Regions from separate parts of the Zea mays genome. Here region 2 is linked to region 1. Evidence: chromatin contacts called from public Hi-C data. All regions are on one chromosome and are shown on one strand. The core of a region is the stretch at or near the end of the contact, and the rest is flanking DNA. Distances in the headings are between cores, read along the strand shown.

Evidence for each region. Hi-C and Micro-C count contacts between places; a contact is called where the count stands out from the background.
Region 2: a contact with region 1 is called in a Hi-C map of leaf, with 6 times the contacts expected there. The contact joins the promoter of LOC103650935 here to the promoter of LOC103650932 in region 1. A contact is called at or near these places in 2 of 25 Hi-C or Micro-C datasets (leaf and tassel).

Annotation. Positions count from the first base shown.
Region 1 is chr3:177,297,025-177,302,383 of Zm-B73-REFERENCE-NAM-5.0, reverse strand. LOC103650932 (RNA-binding protein 24-B-like) reads left to right here and starts at 2,278. Exons shown (of 6, transcript NM_001328613.1): 1 at 2,278-2,719; 2 at 2,886-3,018; 3 at 3,954-4,092; 4 at 4,494-4,530. The coding sequence starts at 2,537.
Region 2 is chr3:177,471,064-177,476,897 of Zm-B73-REFERENCE-NAM-5.0, reverse strand. LOC103650935 reads right to left here and starts at 1,702. Exons shown (of 4, transcript XM_008676534.2): 1 at 1,178-1,702; 2 at 1-858. The coding sequence starts at 1,364.

The sequences.
Region 1 (5,359 bases), core at 1,029-3,528:
GTAAGGTGATCGCCACCTATAAGAAAAAAAAATGATCGGGGCCACATTTCTGGAGAAAATCACAAGACAGACGCAATATATGTTCGGTGAAACGAAGCATTCACGAAAATTCTGGACGAATCTAGGGCAAAATTGTGCACTTTGTCTAAATTGGAAGCTAATAGACTTAAACCACGTTCACACCTCCTCCTGCTAAATTAGCAGGCCATAGACCCATAGCCCGCACAGTACGTGGTACTATCGTGTGTGAACTAATTTTCAACAGATTAGACTAGGACATTCCATCCTTCTTGATTTGCGATTTTCTCCAATCATACCAACAAAACTAAAATCCGTGTAACTTGTTTGTCTCAACATGTTAATAATATATATAAATATGGTAAAGAATTTTATGCGTAATCACCCATTAGTAATATAAATCAAATAAATTTACTGTGCCGAATAAGTTTCTTTTTTATACTCCCCTATATTTGTCATAGCATAAGTTTATTTTTAATACTTTCTTATATTTGTCAGTAAAGAAAGGTGAAGATACATGCCCAACAACTTTGAAGCCTGATGCTCATTCGTGGTAGTTTGTCATGGTGAACATTTTTAATCACACATTAGTAAAGAGATTATGAAGGTGAAGATATATGGCCAACAACTTTGAGACGTCAAGTATAGTGACGCCAACTTCCACGATGATCTATGGGCGTTCGAGGCTCTCCTTGTCGTCGTTCCACGGGAGTTGGGGGCTGCCCTTGCAAATAAACCCACCATCAAGCACGCAAGAGACTCCAATGTTGCAATGCATATCGACATCGATCGCATCCACAGAGCTACTCTGGAGAAGCTCCGCCAACATTGGGATCATTATCTTGCAATCTGCCCCAGGTAGAAAGTCGATGAGTTTGCCCTCCGTTTCTTTGGCCTGGTGAGCAACTCGTTTACTAACAATATAGTGTCCTAAAATATACTACAATTCAACTTAAGGGGAGAAATTCTCTCTAGTTTTACTTCGTTAAAGCTGATACCAAATTCTTACCTTCTAGCCTTCTGCTAGGCATTTTAGCGGTAAGAATATACTCTTTAGTTAGAGTTTTTATATGATTTATGTTGTATGAAGTACTGTTATTGCCTATATATGAAACTACAAGAAGGCTGTGTTATTGCTGCCATCTAAACCAAACAAATTCCCCAATTGTGGCTCTCACTTGTCCAACTGCCTAACAGGGGCAAATCCCAATCACACCAAATGGCCAGGCATCTCCTGCCGTCCATCTCCAGACCAGGCCTGATGGCACATCATGCATTCCCTTCGGTTTGCCAATGCTAGGCAACCCATATCATCAAACATCTTCACTCGTGGAGAATGCCTTTGTGCATGGTTGATGATGTACTATGCAAAAGTCTCCGGCCTCCATACAGCATGTCGCACTCACTCAAGTGGACTACTAGGATGACAAATGCCCACAATAACATCACAGCGTTGCTCTAGCCTCTAGTGTTTTTGCTCACTGTGATATGTAAGTGGCTTCAAAACACTCAATTTTCATGGATGGGCCATGGTATTTTCAAAACACTCAATTTACATTGTTAAGAAGTTTTAATTAAGGAGTGCTCACCCTGGTTCTTTAGCTCTGCTCCTTGGTTCTCCGATGGAGCGATTTTATTGGGTTCCTAGGAAGGAGCACGATGAAGAGCTAATAACTAATAAGAATTGATTCTCTGCTAGCTGGTCTCCACCAAAATATAACATGAAAAAAGATGGCATAAATTTTTTAAACTCTCAACTCCTAAAATTTAATAGACTGATCATAATAATGAATTACATACCCAAGGTGATGTTGCTATAACTGACTTCACAACTTCCAATTGCCAAAGAACTCATGCACAGAATCACTTGTGCATATTGTGTGCTATCACCAATTATGTCCTGCTGCAACAGCAATAAAATTATAAAAATGAGAACCGTGTTAATAAGAATTCAAAATATTTTCCCTCATGTTATGAGCTATAGAACTGAACAATTAGCAAGGCTCAAATTACTACCAAAATCCAAATGCCAAATAATAAATAGCACACGCTAAGATCCAGATAAGTTCGGAAAGTATCCTCCTCCTAAGCTCCCTAATCCCGTTAGAATAATCCCCATTATCTGTTTCGTCTCTGCCACTCTCCAGACAAGGACAGCCCAACGCCACCCTGTAACTACTAGTTCACTCTGATAGGGGCAGCACGGTCATTTTTACCTACTACTATTGGCGGGATGGGTCTCTCCCGGTGCATGGTATTTTTATATGAGCGTGCTTTGGACAAGAAGGACCTCGCGGGTGCATTATAGCAAACTCTAGTATATATTGCTGTTTCGGTACCCTACCCCCCTCTCTCTCTCTCCTCTACCTCCTTTTCCTCTAACCTTTAGCTTTCCTCCCTCCCTCTCCTCTCTCCCCCCTCCTCTAACAAGAACTACTCCCAGCCATTCAGATCCTAAGTTGCTGACCTTGCTGCTGCTTGTTGGAGATAGATTTGTTGGTTCTAAGTTCCAAGTACCATGAGTCCACCGAGTGTGATGGGGCAGTTTGGGGACACAACCTACACCAAGGTTTTTGTTGGGGGACTCGCGTGGGAAACCCAGAAGGAGACGATGAGGAAGTACTTCGAGCAGTTTGGGGAGATCCTGGAGGCTGTTGTCATCACTGACAAGAACACTGGCAGATCCAAGGGCTACGGATTTGTATGGTTCTACACAATTCATCTCCTTTATATGCATTTAATTTCAGTAGACTTTATAAACATTCCGGCCCCCTAGCTGTTCATGTGTCACTTTTCTTTCTTTTCTGATGCAATATGTAATGTTTGCTTAATTTCAGTTAATCATGCACCGCGAATTCACATTGTAGGTTACCTTCCGGGATCCGGACGCGGCGATGAGAGCTTGCGTTGATCCCGCACCGGTGATTGATGGGAGGAGGGCTAACTGTAATCTTGCTTCCCTTGGGGTTCAAAGATCTAGGCCTCCTACTCCCCAGCATGGTTAGATATTTATCATTATTTCAGAGTAGTACAAGGCAGCATAGAAGAAACAGTTAATTTGTTTGCTTAATTGGAAAGAGTTTTATGAAGTCCCTTGAGTCGAATAGAGCATATCACCTCTAAGCTTTTTGAAAAAGAACAAGCATAATAGTTATTATAGATGCACTACCTCCTGGATATTGCTGGAAATTTTATATGTACTTCCATACATGACCACAAACTAACTACCATGATTTTATGCACTAAAGGTTCCTTCATGGCATTAGAATCAGGCTTAAAGAGATGGCAAGGGACTGCCTAATTTTGATAAATAGCCAGCCTAGAGCATGTTTGGTTTGCATGGACGGAAGGCTGCCTAGCCCAGGCAAAGCCCTCAGGCGTCCTATTTCCACTGTCTGGGGCTGTGATCCTTTGCCTGGCAGGTCTCCAAGCAAACAAGCCTAAGTGCTCAATGAGGGTATTGTGTAGGCATCCAGTAGAGAATAAAATGTTTAAATGTCTAGCTTAATTTAAGATGCTGCTACTTAACAGTGGTTTCCTCTAAACAGTTCATGTTAGAATTGCTTTCAGTTAGAACAATAAATATATATAGACTTAGAAGGATACGCGCTGTTGGCATTACTTGTTGGAAAAGGTAGAACTGAAGGAACATCAATAGTACAAAGATGTTAGTTATCCTCGAGCTAAGTGCCTTGTTTTGTTCCAGATAATGTAGTATACTGTTCCTATAAGTAAAATATTCGGGTTGCTATATATTAATAAGGGGTAGCAACCAGAATCTTTTACTTCTATTACTACGTCGGCTTGCTTACAACTGATAGACTGAAGACAGAAAGACGCAAATACCTGTTTTTTTTAATTAGTGCCTTCTCCTGATAATATTAGCAAGCAATGTGGGTAAATTTGCTTCTGTTTTGCTGATGATGTTGCTACAGGAGGAGCTAGAAACTTTAGAGTAATGAAATCCTTCAACCAGCAGGCAGGAATCCAAGGTGGACTCGGCGCAGCTTTTCCTTCTCATGCCACCTTCCCTCATTATGCCATCCCACAAGGCCTTCCCTTCCATGTCTATGGGTACCTCTCTCTCTCTCTCTCCACACACACACACATGTCAGGATCGGGGCCCTGTGAAACTTGAAAGTCACGAGGAGTGGGGCCGTGGGGGTATCACATGCATGTGCATTGTGACATACTGACATGCCACCTTGGTCAATGTTGAATGGACATCAGGCTTTACTCTCTTACAGACATATCCTCAGTCCCTCACACAAGCATAAAGTAGCCATGCGTGCTAGTGGCACATGATGGCAGCCCTGTCATATGCCCACTCCCGTGAACAGTAAGCATAGATGAGATAGCAATGACCTCTCTCTCAGAAATAAAGTAACTCGGTCTAGCACATTAGAACCGAACAAAAATTCATGATTAATTTATAAGGAAAAAACTAATAACCCCTTTTATCCTTCACTCTGCAGGTACTCTCCATATACCCCAGACTATGGTTATCCAACAGTAAGTACCTAATTATATTGCTAATAAGCTCTATTTACTTCACCAACGGTTCAATAAAACGGGTGCTTTTATGTATTTCACCATGAATTAATTAGTGCAGTAGCATGCATGTCACTGAGTGCATCAAAAGTATATTTGCATTATGCATCATCAAAATTATGGTATGATAAACAATGCACGGAAAATTGAAGTGCGTACTTTTTCTGGCTATAATATATAATTGTATACCACAATGTCCCACAGAAGGATAACAAATGTGCGTGGCGCACAATAAGAAAAACTAATGTAAGAAATACATGTCCTTTTTCCTGATGAAAGGCAGAATTACCTATCATTTTACATTCAGCTACCTTCTATACCAAAACTTGAGAGTTGCCATTCAGCTCTCGTGTGCTTAATATGTAGGATTCCTTTATGCTGGAAACAAATTTTCTAAAAAGACTGACAGTTAGCATGCATGCACCTTTTCTTAAAACAGAACTCCGGTAGTATGTACAGACCACCAAAGAAAAACATCAAATGACGAAATATTTAGCCAAAAGCCATTGTATTCGTGCCATCGTTTGCTTGAACATGGTTAAGAAAAAGTTGGCCACCTTTTATCATAAAGAAATATAACATGAAGATGCAAAAAATACAATGGTATGAAAAATCTAAAGCAAGATCAACTGCCACGTGATTTCACATAAAAAAATAAAGGCAGTGCTAGAGAGCTGCTCTAAAAAAACCCGAGGTAAGATAGCCCCGGACATTATATTAAGAAGAAAACATTATCACGCAAGTCAAGAAAACCCTCGAACCCCTGCCTTATCCATAAACAGCGGCACCG
Region 2 (5,834 bases), core at 453-2,952, 180 kb before region 1:
TGAGAGTACAGTAGAACTCAGAACCATAATGGCTTACCAAGTTCAGTTTCAAATATCTAGCCCACTTTGGTTCAAGAAAAGTGAAATTTTGAGCAAGTTTTGCATTCGCGGCAGTGAATCTTCCAAGAGTTTCCCAGTTTTCTGTGGGATATGTCAGACTGCTCAGCAGTTCAAATTCTTTTGGATTAGAAGAATAATGCTCAAAATTTGCAATTGCGATTGTATCTACTAAGGTTTCTTCAGAAAGCTCTATGATGACAAACTTCCCCTCTGCTGAGCAAGGATTGCGGAGGTACTTGTCTTTGTCTTTATCTAAGATGTTGGAAGCACCCTTAGCCTCCTTATTGAAATCCAGAACCTTGGCCCCTTTAGAAGCTGCAGCATAATTATACAACTTCCCACTAGGCTCCCTTCGGTGGATGATATTACCAGGTTGACTAGAAATACCAGGTCCCCTTTCAGCAATTGCTCTTGTCTTGAATTCATCGAGATCAGGAGGAGCAACCCGTGATAGTCTCGGTGGTCTAGGCAAATCTTTACTCTCTACCTTCTCCCCTGGTTGAACTCCAGAATCAACACCCGACTGAGGAAGATACCCACCCTGATCTCCTGAAAGCTCAACCTGACTGTCTATGGTTACAGCTTCTGTGTTCTCATTCTGCACCTCATCACTGGAACACAATTGATCTGCTTGCACCAGTGTATCCTCTGAAAGCACAGCGTTTTCGTCAGAATTAACACAGCTATCACCTGGCATCTCCAAATCACCTCCATGCTCTTCCTGTACAACCGGATTAATAGGACCAACATTTACAGTAGGCTCTACAACAGTAAGATCTACAGTAGAGCCTCCTCCATCTGCAGAAACCAGACAACACAGGTGTAATTTCCATTATCTTAAAATACAAGAAAAATTAGCAGCTCGAGACACAGGGAGGTGTGGAGTTCATCAGTGAGTCTAACAACCATCGACTTGTATTAAGAAGGAATGCAGCAAGGCACTCGGATCTACCAAGTTACGACTGACTTCGATAGCGCCGCGGAGTCTGATCGGTTGCATAGGACAGCCGGGGGATCGGTTTGCGTGTCACGATCACCAACACGCAAGCAGCCACGCGGCTGACTCTTCAAGACGGATTGAGAAATGGTATGGGCGAGATACAAGAAGATGCTATACCTCGTTGACCGTCGCCGTGTCCGACGAGGGAGTGGAGGAGGAGCACGGCGACCCACGAGGCGACGACGAGGGAGGCGGAGAAGCCGTACAAACGCCTCCTCCTTCCGTTAGCGGCAGCCTCCGCCACAGCGCTCTGCTCCTGGGCTGCCGCCGTCCTCCGCAGAAGGGCTCGCCGCGACCTCTGCATTCCTTCCCTGCCCCTGCCACGGCCTTCACTTACATCCGCGCCAGGAAACCGCACCCTCCCGTACGACAAGGACTAGGGAATCCGGCCGACACCGAGTAGGAACGGTCGGAAATCAGAAGCAGCGCGGCGTCCGGCGCGAGGCGACGCGGGCCGGGGGCTGAGGCTGCGGGGACGCGGCCGCGTGGCACCGGGCAGGGGGTAGGGGGTTTTGAAACGGCCAGAGCTCCATCAGGAGGGGACGAAGAGGGAGGCGTTTATGGCTTTTGCGCTCTTCCGCGCGAGATCTTGTCTGCTTCGTCTTCTTCACGTTGGCAGTGTGAATCGTAGCGCACTCGCGCGGCCTGTCCGGTCGTCCAGCCTGTGCTGAGCTGGATATTTCCTCGATTGCTTGGATTCTCAGCGTTGTTTATTCTCTCCACTCCAAGAAAACTTTTTTTATATAAATTATGCTTTATAAATTATATAATAATTAATATATATGTTTTATATACGAGTCTAGATTATCATCGTCTATTTAAAAATAAATATAAAATTTAAAAACTACAACGACTTATATTTTAGAAGGGACGAATATAGATGGCCAAGGCCAACAGGCCAACCCGGCACGGACCCGGGCAAGTACGGCCCATCAGCAAACGGGTCGGCATGGATATACGTGTTTAACGGGCCATACGAGAGCTCACGTGCTTGACGTTGGCCAGGCACGGCCCTCTAGGCCACTTTTTGTGCCGAGACGGCCCGCTTGGCACGTTCAAAAAAGGGTCGTGCCAGCACCAGCCCGCCAAAGTTAAAAACAACAAAAACAACAGAAAATATAGACAAATATAATAAATGAGCTATTTTGTGCAATGCTGCCTCATTAAAAACCTTTCTAGGTAAAATTCACCCTTGTGAGAAACCCTAGAAAGGGAAAAAAGAGTGCAGCCAGCTCAAAGTTTAGTCACTAAGTTTATATGTGTATATTACAATACAAAATGACTCTCTCACAATGACTGAATGACAAAGCACAGAACAGATGACCACATCAGAGTCTAGAAGACTAGAACTAAGTAGTAAATACCAAAGTCACTAAGCAGCAACAGGTTCATCTTCATCAAGGAATAAGTTCTGGAATGAGTCCTCAAGCTCTGGGTTGTCAACAACATGTTGTTCTCTCTTTTCTCCTAATTCCCACTCTTTTAAGCAAGTCAGCATCTCCACATTCTCAGGCAATAAGCGTCGTCGTCGCTCCTCAATTATCCTCCCTGTCAAACTGAAATAAGACTCTGAAGAGACAGTAGATACATGAACATATATAATATCCCTTGCCATTATAGACAAAACTGGATATGTTAGCTTGTGGTCACGCCACCAGAGAAGTATATCAAAATCATCCTCATAAGAAGTGACATTGTCACTGTTTAAGTAGGCTGAGAGCTCACAAATAGCAGAGGAAGATGAAGCAGAAGGGGTAGAGATAGGGGGAGGACCAACAACACCTGAACTGGAATCTCCAAATATTCTTCCCCAAGCTTGTTTTTTTACCTGTATGAATAGAAGGCTGAGCAGCCCTAACTGCACCAAACTTAGTCTCATATTTAGTAAACATTTTATACAATTCATTTTTGACATCAACATAATATGTACTGTACTCACACCCAGTGCAGTCACCAAGTAAACGCAACACATTAAAAAAACTCTCATCTTAGCTCTAGGGTCCAGAATGAATGCATATGAACATAGCAAAGGTATGTCACTCCAGTACTTAAGGAATTTAAGTTGCATTGGAAACATAATAGTTCTAAGATTTATATCTCTTTCACATGCTTTCAAATGAGATGCAATTTCCAGAATAGGAGGCAACAATTGTGACTCATAATGTGAATTGATGAAGACAGAAAAAACAGTTTTGTATGGGACCAAGTGTTTAAGCATCAAATAAGTAGAATTCCATCTAACATCCATATCCAAGCCAAATTTTCTAGGTCTAACACCCCTTGCTTTGCAGTACTCTTTAAATGTTGCTATTCTAGAATTAGAAGCATTTAAGAAATTAATTGCAGTTCTAAAATCTTCCAAAAAAAAAGGTTTCAGTCTCTTCATTCCAGATTTAACAATGAGATTAATGATATGACAAGCACAATGTTGATGCATAAGAGTGTAGTTACGCCTATTAGGATCCTGAGATTCAGGTGAAGGATCAGGACCCAAATAACCAGCAAACAAAGGTGTCAATGTATCCATAGCCTTTGAACTTGAAGAAGCATTGTCTAGAGTGACAGAGAAAATCTTGTCAACCAGACAAAACTCCTCAACCACAACAACAATTCTTTCAGCAATATTTTGACCAGTATGTCTAACCTCAATAAGCCTAAGACCAATGACCCTTTTCTGTAATTCCCAATCAGCATTAACATAATGATAGACAACACTAATGTAGTCCTCATTAGCATTACCAGACCAAATATCTGAGGTTAACACAACCAAAGAAGTAGCAGGCAACACAGAATTGATAAGCACATTACGTCGTTCAATGAAAAGCTTGAGAAGATATCTAGTGGTGGTCTATCTAGAAACTTTGGTAAACCTGGGGTTATGAGCACGTGCAATATAATCCTCTCAGGCCTATGTCTCACCTATACCTAATGGAAGGTCAAGCCTAGCAATCAGACGACATAACTCAGTTCGAGCAAAAATAGGATCATATTCCCAATTGTGTAGAGAACCATCAGGATTGAAAGCAAGCCGAGACTGGACCCTAGCAGCGTGATCAACCTTCTTCCTACAAGCTTTCTGGTGTCTAAGCAAATGCCCAGTACCAGCAGAAGATCTAGCAGATAAACGAGTCTTACACATTCTACAAATAAGCAGCAATTCGAACATTGGACCTCACTTTCTCAAATACCTCATCAAAATCAACCCAGATAGTAGATTTACGCTTACCAACAGATGAGGTACCAGTACCACCATCGGTGCTGGTGGAGTCGACCGGAGTATCGGTGGCCGTAGCAGCCCTCCACCAGCGTTGGTCGGATTAGAACTTAGATCGATAGGAGCAGAGGTTAGATCGATACCGAGCAAAGCAGCAGCATCAGCCTAGATGTCGTCTTCGTCATCTGGGACAAGCCCTACCGCACGAAGGTCGTCGTTGCCGGTGACCAGATTGACATCGTCATCATCCGCCATGGCGACCTTCACCACGGACGGCCGATCTCCAGCACCGTCCCTCAACGGTGCACACAGTCACCGTGCCCGATCTACCCTTGTCGGTGTTTCGAAACCCGGGGGGTCCCTGGACCGATGAGTGAATTGTCGCCGCGTGCCCCAGCCCAGATGGGTCGGCGCGAGGCGGAACGCGAAGGGGGAGAGAGCAGCCGGAGGGAGACAGGCGTGGGAGGTGGAACCCGCGGCCTTCGTGTTAGCCCCGCGCCCAGGTCGGGTGCGCTTGCAGTAGGGGGTTACAAGCGTCCACGCGGGAGGGAGCGAGCGGCCTTGCGCGAGCGCCGTCCCGTCCTTCCCCGCGTGGCCAACCCTCTGTAAGAGGGCCCTGGTCCTCTCTTTTATAGGCGTAAGGAGAGGATCCAGGTGTACAATGGGGAGTGTAGCAATGTGCTAACGTGTCTAGCGGGGGAGAGCTAGCGCCCTAAGTACATGCCATCATGGCAGCCGGAGAGGTCTTGGCACCCAGTTCACGTGGTGTCGTGGCCGTCGGAGGAGCGCTGGAGCCTGGCGGAAGGACAACTGTCGGGGCTGTCGAGTCCTTGCTGACGTCCTCTTCCTTCCGTAAGGGGGCTGAGAGCCGCCGTCGTCACAGGAAATGCGGGGCGCCATCATTACTCGTATAGTAGAGCGAGCCAGATGGGACGCCGGTCTTGTTCCCCGTAGCCTGAGTCAGCTCGGGGTAGGGTAATGATGGCGCTCCCTATTGACGTGGTCGGTCCGTGCCCTAGGTTGGGTGAGGTGGAGGCTCCTCCGAGGTCGAGGTCGAGTCTGTCTTCAGAGGTCGAGGTTGAGTCCGAGTCCCCGGGTCGGGCGAGGCGGAGACCGTCGGCTGAGGCCAGGGTTGAGTCCGGGCCCTGGGGTCGGGCGAAGCGGAGTTCATCGTCCTTCGGGGCTGAGCCTGAGTCCGAGCCCTGGGGTCGGGCGGAGCGGAGTTCGCCGTCTTCCGGGGCTGAGCCCGAGTCCGAGCCCTGGGGTCGGGCGGAGCGGAGTTCACCGTCTTCCGGGGCTGAGCCCAAGTCCGAGCCCTGGGGTCGGGCGGAGCGGAGTTCGTCGTCTTCCGGGGCTGAGCCCGAGTCTGAGCCCTGGGTCAGGTGAAGCGGAGTTTCCTATGACACCTGAGACCGGACTTGGCTGCTGTCAGCCTCACTCTGTCGAGTGGCTCAGCAGTCGGAGCGGCGCAGGCGGCGCTGTCCTCTTGTCAGACCGGTCAGTGGAGCGGCGAAGTGACTGCGGTCACTTCGGCTCTGTCGACTGGAGGGCGTGCGTCAG